2 separate regions of the Pan troglodytes genome follow, and region 2 is linked to region 1. A link is a contact called in public HiChIP or PLAC-seq data. All regions are on one chromosome and are shown on one strand. Each heading gives the region's core, a stretch centred on a gene start, on an enhancer-like site or on the middle of the called end of the contact. The rest is flanking DNA. Distances are from core to core; before and after follow the strand shown.

Evidence for each region. HiChIP or PLAC-seq counts read pairs in DNA pulled down with a chosen protein or histone mark.
Region 2: an H3K4me3 HiChIP or PLAC-seq map of stem cell-derived excitatory neurons shows a contact between it and region 1, with 6 times the contacts expected there. The contact joins the promoter of TM7SF2 here to the promoter of CDC42BPG in region 1. A contact is called at or near these places in 1 of 7 Hi-C or Micro-C datasets (stem cell-derived neural progenitor cells) and 1 of 1 datasets of contacts at active chromatin or transcription factors (stem cell-derived excitatory neurons).

What each region holds. Positions count from the first base shown.
Region 1 is chr9:67,165,765-67,169,853 of NHGRI_mPanTro3-v2.0_pri, forward strand. It overlaps CDC42BPG (CDC42 binding protein kinase gamma), which reads right to left and starts at 2,101. Exons shown (of 36, transcript XR_010147234.1): 1 at 1,849-2,101.
Region 2 is chr9:67,438,966-67,443,054 of NHGRI_mPanTro3-v2.0_pri, forward strand. It overlaps TM7SF2 (transmembrane 7 superfamily member 2), which reads left to right and starts at 2,290. Exons shown (of 10, transcript XM_063783054.1): 1 at 2,290-2,644; 2 at 3,178-3,374; 3 at 3,474-3,528; 4 at 3,883-4,077. The coding sequence starts at 2,290. It overlaps VPS51 (VPS51 subunit of GARP complex), which reads left to right. Exons shown (of 10, transcript XM_009423455.4): 6 at 1-158; 7 at 368-586; 8 at 1,145-1,266; 9 at 1,357-1,444; 10 at 1,990-2,371. The coding sequence ends at 2,250.

The sequences.
Region 1 (4,089 bases), core at 851-3,350:
GATGCCTTTCCCTGGTGCTAGCACTAGCCCCTAAAGGCGTGAGTGCTCAGGATGCCTCCAGGCCTGACCGGCTCTCTCACTCCCAGCCCTGCCTCCCTGTCTGGACGAAGCTTTTGTCTGGTCAAGAACGTCCTCTTTCCTCACATCCCAGATACCTCCAGGAAGGGCAACTCCAGCCACTCCCAGGCACTTTCCAGGCCTGGATTAGCCCCAGGTTTTGGGAAGGAATTGGGTCTTAGGGAGGCAGGAGTGATCAGTCAGGATGGGGGGCAGCTGTGGTCTGGCGCCCTGCCTCAGTTTCCCCCTGCCAGGAGGTAAACTCCCTGCCAGCTGGGCGGGTCTGTGGGTGGGACAGAGAGCTGTTCCACAGGTTTATCAGGCAGAAGCCCGCAGCGGGGGCGGGGTGGAAACCTCATTACAGAAATTCATTGTCTCTTTCCCAGGTCTGTGTGTGGAGCTGGGGAGGAGCAGCCCCGGGCCTCCCCGTGGGAGTTGAAGCCAGCACCATAGGGACCCACCCGCCAGAAGAGGGCCGAAGCCCAGGCCCACAGGCAGGAGGATCCAGGCCCCTGGACAGGCTGCCTAATCCTCTGGCCTCCCACAGGGCATGGGGGCTCCGGGCAGGAGCAGGGACAAGTAGAGACAAGCAGGAGAGGAATGAGTCACGGCCCTTTGAGTTACCTTGGGAGATTGTCAACAGGGGTCCCAGGCAGAGGTGCTGGAGGCAGTCAGGGAGGAGCACACATGTGTGTGCAAACACACACACGTGTGTGGGTGTCATGGGGGGGTGACAACAACACAGGCAGACAGGCATAGCACGGAGGCATACCAGGGAGACAGGCACAGAGGCAGGGGCCTCTGACTGCCTCGCCCTGGATGGAAGGGTTGGGGCTAGGGGACAACTCCCTGGCACATCTGGGTGGCAGCCTCCCCCTCTACCCCAGGCCTTGTGCCTTCCCAGAGCTCAGGAGTGCCAGGAACGCTAGTTGCCCACTGGGCAAACACCTGCCTCACCCTGCCCTGGCCAGGCCCCCGTGCCTTTTCCCCATGGCCCGGCAGGGTGTGACCAGGGAACCCTCCAGCTGGCGCCAGTGCCCACAGTGGGTTCAGGGTCACCCCGGGCCAGCCACTCCCAATGACTCAGATGAGTCTACCAGGAAAGGTACAGACCCATCTCCAGCTAGGCCCCCCTCCCCGGCGCCGGCGCCACAGCCCCCAAGGAGCTTGGCCAGCAGCCTGCACAGGCCAAGGGTTGGAAATCGGTTCCTGAGTCCAGGCTGCAGTGGTCTTGTACGCAGGGAGCTGGGGGTGTGTGTGTTGGTGGGGGGAAGGTCTGCAAGTGTGCGATACCTACAGATCTGTGTGTTTTGCAGTGCCAATGCGGTCGGGGTGGTCTGCAGCGCTCCCTGGGTCTCTCCATGAGTTGTGTGTCTCAATGCATCCGAGAGGAAGGAGAAACAGAGCCCGTGTATCAGTGGGTGACATGCATGAGGGTCTGTGTGTGTCCTGCGTCAGGTGTGGCCTGTAAGCAAGGAAATCTGTACGGGACTCTAGGCGGTGCACTGGGTACATGCGTCTGCGGTCGATACCTGAGCACAAGTTGGTGTGTGTGTGCATGTGTCGGGGTCTGTGAGAGGGAAGGAGCGTGTGTGAGAATTGGAGTGAGGGTGAGGTGTGCAGGCGAGTGTGCGGGCCGCGGGGGTCCGGTGGTACGCGTCAGGGCCACTGCAGGGAGTCTGCGAGGGAAGCCCGTGGGGGTGCGGGTCCCTGCGGGAAAGTCTGCGGGTGCGGGGGTCTCGGCGCGATATCCCTAGGCCCGCCCCCGCTCCGTGCCGCCCCGCCACTCACCCCAGCTCAGGAACTGCGCCACGCTGCGCTCCCGCCGTAGGGGGCCGCTGCTGAGCTCGTGGTGCAGCGCCAGCAGCAGATCTAGGAGGCCGTCGAGCCCCGGGCAGCCGCCGGCCTCGCCCCGCGCCAGCTGCTCCAGCGCGCGCAGCCGCCGCTCCATGGCTGCGGCCGGAGCCTCGCTGCTCGGCTACAGTCTGGCCGCCCGCATGCCCGCCTGTCGGGCCGTCCGTCCGCCCAACCGTCTGAGGCTCTGTCCGCGCGTCCTCCCCCCCCTCTCCCGCCCTCCCCGCTGTCACCTTCCTCCGCCGCCGCCAGCGCGCCCTCACCTGGGCGCCGCGCCCCGCCCCCCGACGGACGGGCAGGTGCGCGCCGGCCAATGGGAGCCGCGGCTGGAGGTGAAGGTGGGGGCGGAGGCGCGCGGGGGCGGGCCCAACTCCCGGCCAGGAAGTGCGGGGGCGGGCCAGGGAGAACAACTGACTTCTGCGAGGGGCGCGGTGGGGTTCCGCGGGGTCGGAAAGACTCCCCAGGTCCCCGCGCGGCCCCAGACCCAGACTTACCTGGGCCCTCCCTGGGCCCTGACCCAGGAGGCGCGGAGCACTGCAACTTCTCTCGCCCCCTGGGTCGCAGCCGCCTTGCCCTTGGCTAAGAGAGAGGGGCTAGGGACGCCCGCGGCCCCGGAGCCGGATGGGAATTGTAGTTCGCTCTCTCCATGGTTTGCCCGCGCTTGGCACCCATCGCCCCCCCCGCCCCCGCCCAAAAAAAAGTTTCTGAATCTTACTTTGATTGTATCATTAGAGTTGATGTGGGAGACAGGAAGTTGGGGTAGGGATGGTCACGCCCATTTGGCAGATGGACACACTGAGGCTTGGGAAGGAGGAAGGCGAATTGAGGGGCTGAGGACAAGGTGGCTCTTAAGTTAGACCCTGGGGTGGAGGTGGAGCTGGGCTGGTACCAACACCACAGGCGTTTTAAGCTTCAGTAGGAGCAGGGCCTGAGGTCTGACCTGGAACGTGAAGGGCAAGGAGAGGTCTGAGATAGGCTGGAGGAGGTTGGGGAGGGGAGGGGCTGGCTCTGTCCAGTGGTATTTCTGATTTCTGTCCAGCTGTGTCCAGCTGGGATGGACCAGGCACCATGAGGAGAGATCAAAGGGTGGGACATACTGGTGGCTTCAGACAACACTTTTTTTTTTTTTTTTTGAGACAGGGTCTCTCTGTCACCCATGCTGGAGTGCAGTGACGCAATCATAACTCACTGCAGCCTTGACCTCTTAGGCTCCTGCCTCAGCCTCTTGAGTAGCTGGGATTACAGGCAGATGCCACCACACCCAGCTGATTTTTTATTTTACTTTTTGGAGTCAAGGGTTATTGTTATGTTGACCAGGCTGGTCTCGAACTCCTGGGCTCAGGTAATCCTCCCACCTTGGCCTCCCGGAGTTCTGGGATTACAGACATGGGCAACTACACCCGGCCTAGACAACACTTTCTTTTTTGAGACAGGGTCTCACTCTGTCCCCTAGGCTGGAGTGCAGTGGTGCAATCGTAGCTCACCACAGCCTCAACCTCCTGGGTTCAAGTGATCCTCCCACCTAGCTCACCACAGCCTCAACCTCCTGGGTTCAAGTGATCCTCCCACCTCAGCCTCCCGAATAGCTGAGACTACAGGCTCACACCACCAGGCCAGGCTGATGTTTTGTTTTTTGAGATGGAGTCTCACGCTGTCACCCAGGCCAGAGTGCAGTGGCACGATCTCGGCTCACTGCAACCTCTGCCTCCCAGGTTCAAGAGAGTCTCCTGCCTCAGCCTCCCAAGTAGCTGGGATTATAGGCATGTGCCACCACACCCAGCTAATTTTTGTATTTTTAGTAGAGATAGGGTTTTGCTATGTTGGCCAGGCTGATCTCGAACTCCTGACTTCAGGTGATCCTTCTGCCTCGGCCTCCCAAAGTGCTGGGATTACATGCGTGAGTCACTGGGCCCGGCCATGTTTGTATTTTTTATAGAGATGGGGTTTCGCCATGTTGCCTAGGCTGATCTCAAACTCCTGGACTCAAGCGATCTGCCTGCCTCAGCCTCCCAAAGCGCTGGGATTACAGGCTGTAGCCACTGGCCAACACATTATTTCATTAAAAGACCTGTTTAGGGGTTTGCCTCTCCTCTCGTACTGGGACCTCGGTGAGATGGGGGCAGGATCAGGTTGAGGGAGGAGGTGTTCCATGAATGTTTGAAGCAAACAGGGTGTTTC
Region 2 (4,089 bases), core at 1,040-3,539, 270 kb after region 1:
TGTGCCAGACGGCTCAGAGCTTCTGCGACAGCCCTGGGGAGAAGGGGGGTGCCACACCACCTGCCCTGCTCCTGCTGCTCTCCCGCCTCTGCCTGGACTACGAGACGGCCACCATCTCCTACATCCTCACTCTCACTGATGAACAGTTTCTGGTGCAGGTGAAGCACTAGCTCCTAGCCGGGTGGGGAATGGTATTGCTGGGAATGCAGGTGGCTGGACAGTGCCCTCATGGCCAGACCGCAGACCAGCTGCCTGTGTGTACCGCAGCCTCCACCTTGCCCAATCTGTGCCCAGCTCCTGGTTGGCAGTGGCCCCTGAGCTGCCCCCGCCATACCCACTCCCTCTGTCCTCTGCCTCCTTGGCTCAGGATCAGTTCCCAGTGACGCCTGTGAGCACACTGTGTGCAGAGGCCAGGGAAACGGCGCGGCGGCTGCTGACCCACTACGTGAAGGTGCAGGGCCTGGTCATATCACAGATGCTGCGCAAGAGCGTGGAGACTCGCGACTGGCTCAGCACTCTGGAGCCTCGGAATGTGCGGGCCGTCATGAAGCGGGTGGTGGAGGATACCACCGCCATCGACGTGCAGGTGCTGCCCAGGCTGGCCGGGGTAGCCCTGACGCAGGCTGGGGGTACTGTCCCTTCAAGAGGGGCTGGGGCAGCAGAGGATCACTAGCAGTCCCTGCCTGGAGGAGGGGACATGTGTATCTGGGCTTCTCACGGGGCCAGTTCTGTAGCCAGGGCGTCCGTGAGGGAACCCCAGGGGAACAAGTCTCCAAGGATGAAGACCAAAGGGGCTGGGGAGTGCCTATGTCCACGGTCTTGTTCCTCCTCAGCCCAGGATTATGACATCTTCGCCCCTATTTTACCTGTGGAGAAGCAGAGGCTCAGGGTTACCCAGGAAGTCAGGGCAGGGTTGGTGCTGGTGCTGAAGATTAGACCTCAGACCAACTCTTGTATCCTGCCTTTGCCCCACTCCACTGGTTCTATAAATAGCGACCATGTACCTACTAAATAGCGGGCCCCGCGGTGATTACCCTGTGATCCTTGTGATGCTTGAGTAGCTGACTTAGGGCATCCTCAGCACCGATGGGCTGGTGGTTTCCCCTGACTCGGGGCTCCTTGCAGTACCTCTTTTTACCACCAGGTGGGGCTCCTGTACGAAGAGGGTGTTCGCAAGGCCCAGAGCAGCGACTCCAGCAAGAGGACCTTCTCCGTGTACAGCAGCTCTCGGCAGCAGGGCCGCTACGCCCCCAGCTATACCCCCAGGTCTGGCTGGTCAGGGGAGCCCCAGGGGGAAGGGACAAAAGAGGGCGAAGGTGCAGGGCGGGCTCTGATTCCTTGTCTTCCCCAATCCAGTGCCCCGATGGACACCAACCTCTTGAGCAATATCCAGAAGCTATTCTCTGAACGTATTGATGTGTTCAGCCCTGTGGAGTTCAACAAGGTCCGACTTCCAACGTGACTCAGACTTCCAGGGATCCCGGGGAGGGTTGGCTGGAGCAGCCCCACACCTGCCCAAGGAGCCCCAGGACTCTGTGACCAACTGGGGGTGACCCTGACCCTCCAGTCTCTGTCTCTAGGGCTGTTTTTAGGTAGTACAGAGTGCCCTGCCTCCAAATCCCACAGCCCTTGTCCCAGTCTTGGTGTGTGCCCAGCCTGAGTCTGGGTGCTGACCTGGGATTACTGTTTGCCCTTGTCCTTATCCCCACAGTAGTCTTGGGTCCTCCCCAGGGTTTTCTGTTCACCCATGGTCCCTGCCCCGCCTCACTCCAAGCTCAGGGATGCCTCTGATTGCTGGGCCCTACCTGTCCCCTGCCCTCCAGATGACGGCGCTAACATTGTATCCCTCCCCTCTTATCTGGCCCCGGAGACTTTCTGCCTCATCCCAGCTACTTCCATCGTATGTCTCCCGGGCCCCTGCTTGGAACTTGGGTGTCCCCCACACACACCTGCAGTCCCCAAGCTGCATCCCTGTGTCCCTGCCTGCAGGTGTCGGTGCTGACCGGCATCATCAAGATCAGCCTGAAGACGCTGCTGGAGTGTGTGCGGCTGCGCACCTTTGGGCGCTTCGGGCTGCAGCAGGTGCAAGTGGACTGCCACTTTCTGCAGCTCTACCTGTGGCGTTTTGTGGCCGACGAAGAACTCGTGCACTTGCTGCTGGACGAAGTGGTGGCCTCTGCTGCCCTGCGCTGCCCAGACCCTGTGCCCATGGAGCCCAGTGTGGTCGAGGTCATCTGCGAGCGCGGCTAGGCGCAGCCGCTGCCATGCACCTGTCTGTCCCTGCACCCCATGGCACCCAGGATCTGGTCTCGGTGGTCCTTCCCCGCAGGCAGGTGTCAGGACCGGCCTAATAAACATGTGTGGCCTCCTCCTCTCGCTTGCTGGGCGGGCCTTTCCGGGGGCGGGGTTTTGAAGCTGAGGCTTCTGAGGCGCCCGCGTCGGGTCCGCCCCCGAGCGCCGATTGGCTGGTGTGCTGGGCCCAGCATGGGCAGGGGGCGGTTCCACTTAAAAACCCTGGGACAAGAGCGGTCCTTGTCTGCGTTCCGTGTCCAGGCAGGTGCAGGCGCCGCGGGGCCGGATCCTCCGCGCGGCCGAGTCCATCTCCTGGGAAATGGGGCGGACAGTGTTTCCTTGACCGACTATTGTGAGCGCCCTCTCTCTCCGGCGGAGCGGAGACCATGGCCCCCACTCAGGGCCCCCGGGCCCCGCTGGAATTCGGAGGGCCCCTGGGTAATGGGGCAGAGAGAGGGGACCTGGGGCAAAGGCTAAGCGAAGGAGAGCTGGAGCGGGTGAACTAAGAGCGGGGGCGAGATCTGAGGATGGAAGGCTTTGGGGGTGTCGGAGGCAGAGGGACCCGGGGGTTTGCAGCGAAGGGTGTCTGGAGAGGGAGAGCTGAGGAGGGGCCGGTTCTGGGGGCTGCAGAACGGGGATTTATGGTGTCGACTGGGAGCAGGAGGAGGGTCTTCGAGGGGCCTGGGGGCGGGGGACTAAGATGGACGCCTGGGAAGGGAACTGGGAGGCAGCGGGGTGCCTGGGGGCCGAGGGCTGAGGACGGGGTGCGGAGGCGCACTCTGGGAATGCCGAGAGGGTCCCGCAGAGACGTCAGGGCGCCCGTGCGGGCCGGCGGGGAGCTGGGGGGCTAGGGGCGGACGCCCGACGTGATGGCCCTTCCCGCAGGCGCCGCGGCTCTGCTACTGCTGCTGCCCGCCACCATGTTCCACCTGCTCCTGGCGGCCCGTTCGGGCCCCGCGCGCCTGCTGGGTCCACCCGCGTCCCTGCCCGGGCTGGAGGCGCTGTGGAGCCCACGGGCGCTGCTGCTGTGGCTCGCCTGGCTCGGCCTGCAGGCGGCGCTCTACCTACTGCCGGCGCGCAAGGTGCGGGCCCCGCTCGCGGACGCTCGGGGGAGGGAAGCGAATGGGCTCGGCGAGGGAAAGGACGCCCTGGGCCTTATCAGAGCCCCCTTGGACCCGCAGGTGGCCGAGGGGCAGGAATTGAAGGACAAGAGTCGCCTGCGCTATCCTATTAACGGTGCCTAGGGGACGGGCCCTCGCGCTGGAGTTAAGCGGCCGGGGGTGGAGCTCCAGGCCTAGCGGGGAGGTCCACGGAGATTGGCCCCCACCCCAGGCTCCTTTGTGTGCCTCTGTTACGCCCAGGACAGACGCCGGGGGCTCTCCCTAAGCCCCTCGTCCCCACAGCCTTACCCCATTTACTGCTACTCCGTGCACCACAGCAGTGGCTGGGGTGATCCTCTGAAGGCCAGGGTGGCAGCCTAATGCTTGGGGCAGGGTCTGTGGCCCCCCTGAGTTTTGGGCTCTACGTGTGTTTGCGGGGTGGGGATGTGGAGGCGCGCAGCCCCAGGGCTCACTGTGCGCTGTGGTTCAGGCTTCCAGGCCCTGGTGCTGACAGCCCTGTTGGTGGGGCTGGGGATGTCAGCGGGGCTGCCTCTGGGGGCGCTCCCGGAAATGCTCCTGCCCTTGGCGTTTGTCGCCACCCTCACCGCTTTCATCTTCAGCCTCTTTCTCTACATGAAGGCGCAGGTAGCCCCAGTTTCGGCCCTGGCACCTGGGGGGAACTCAGGTGAGAGGTGTC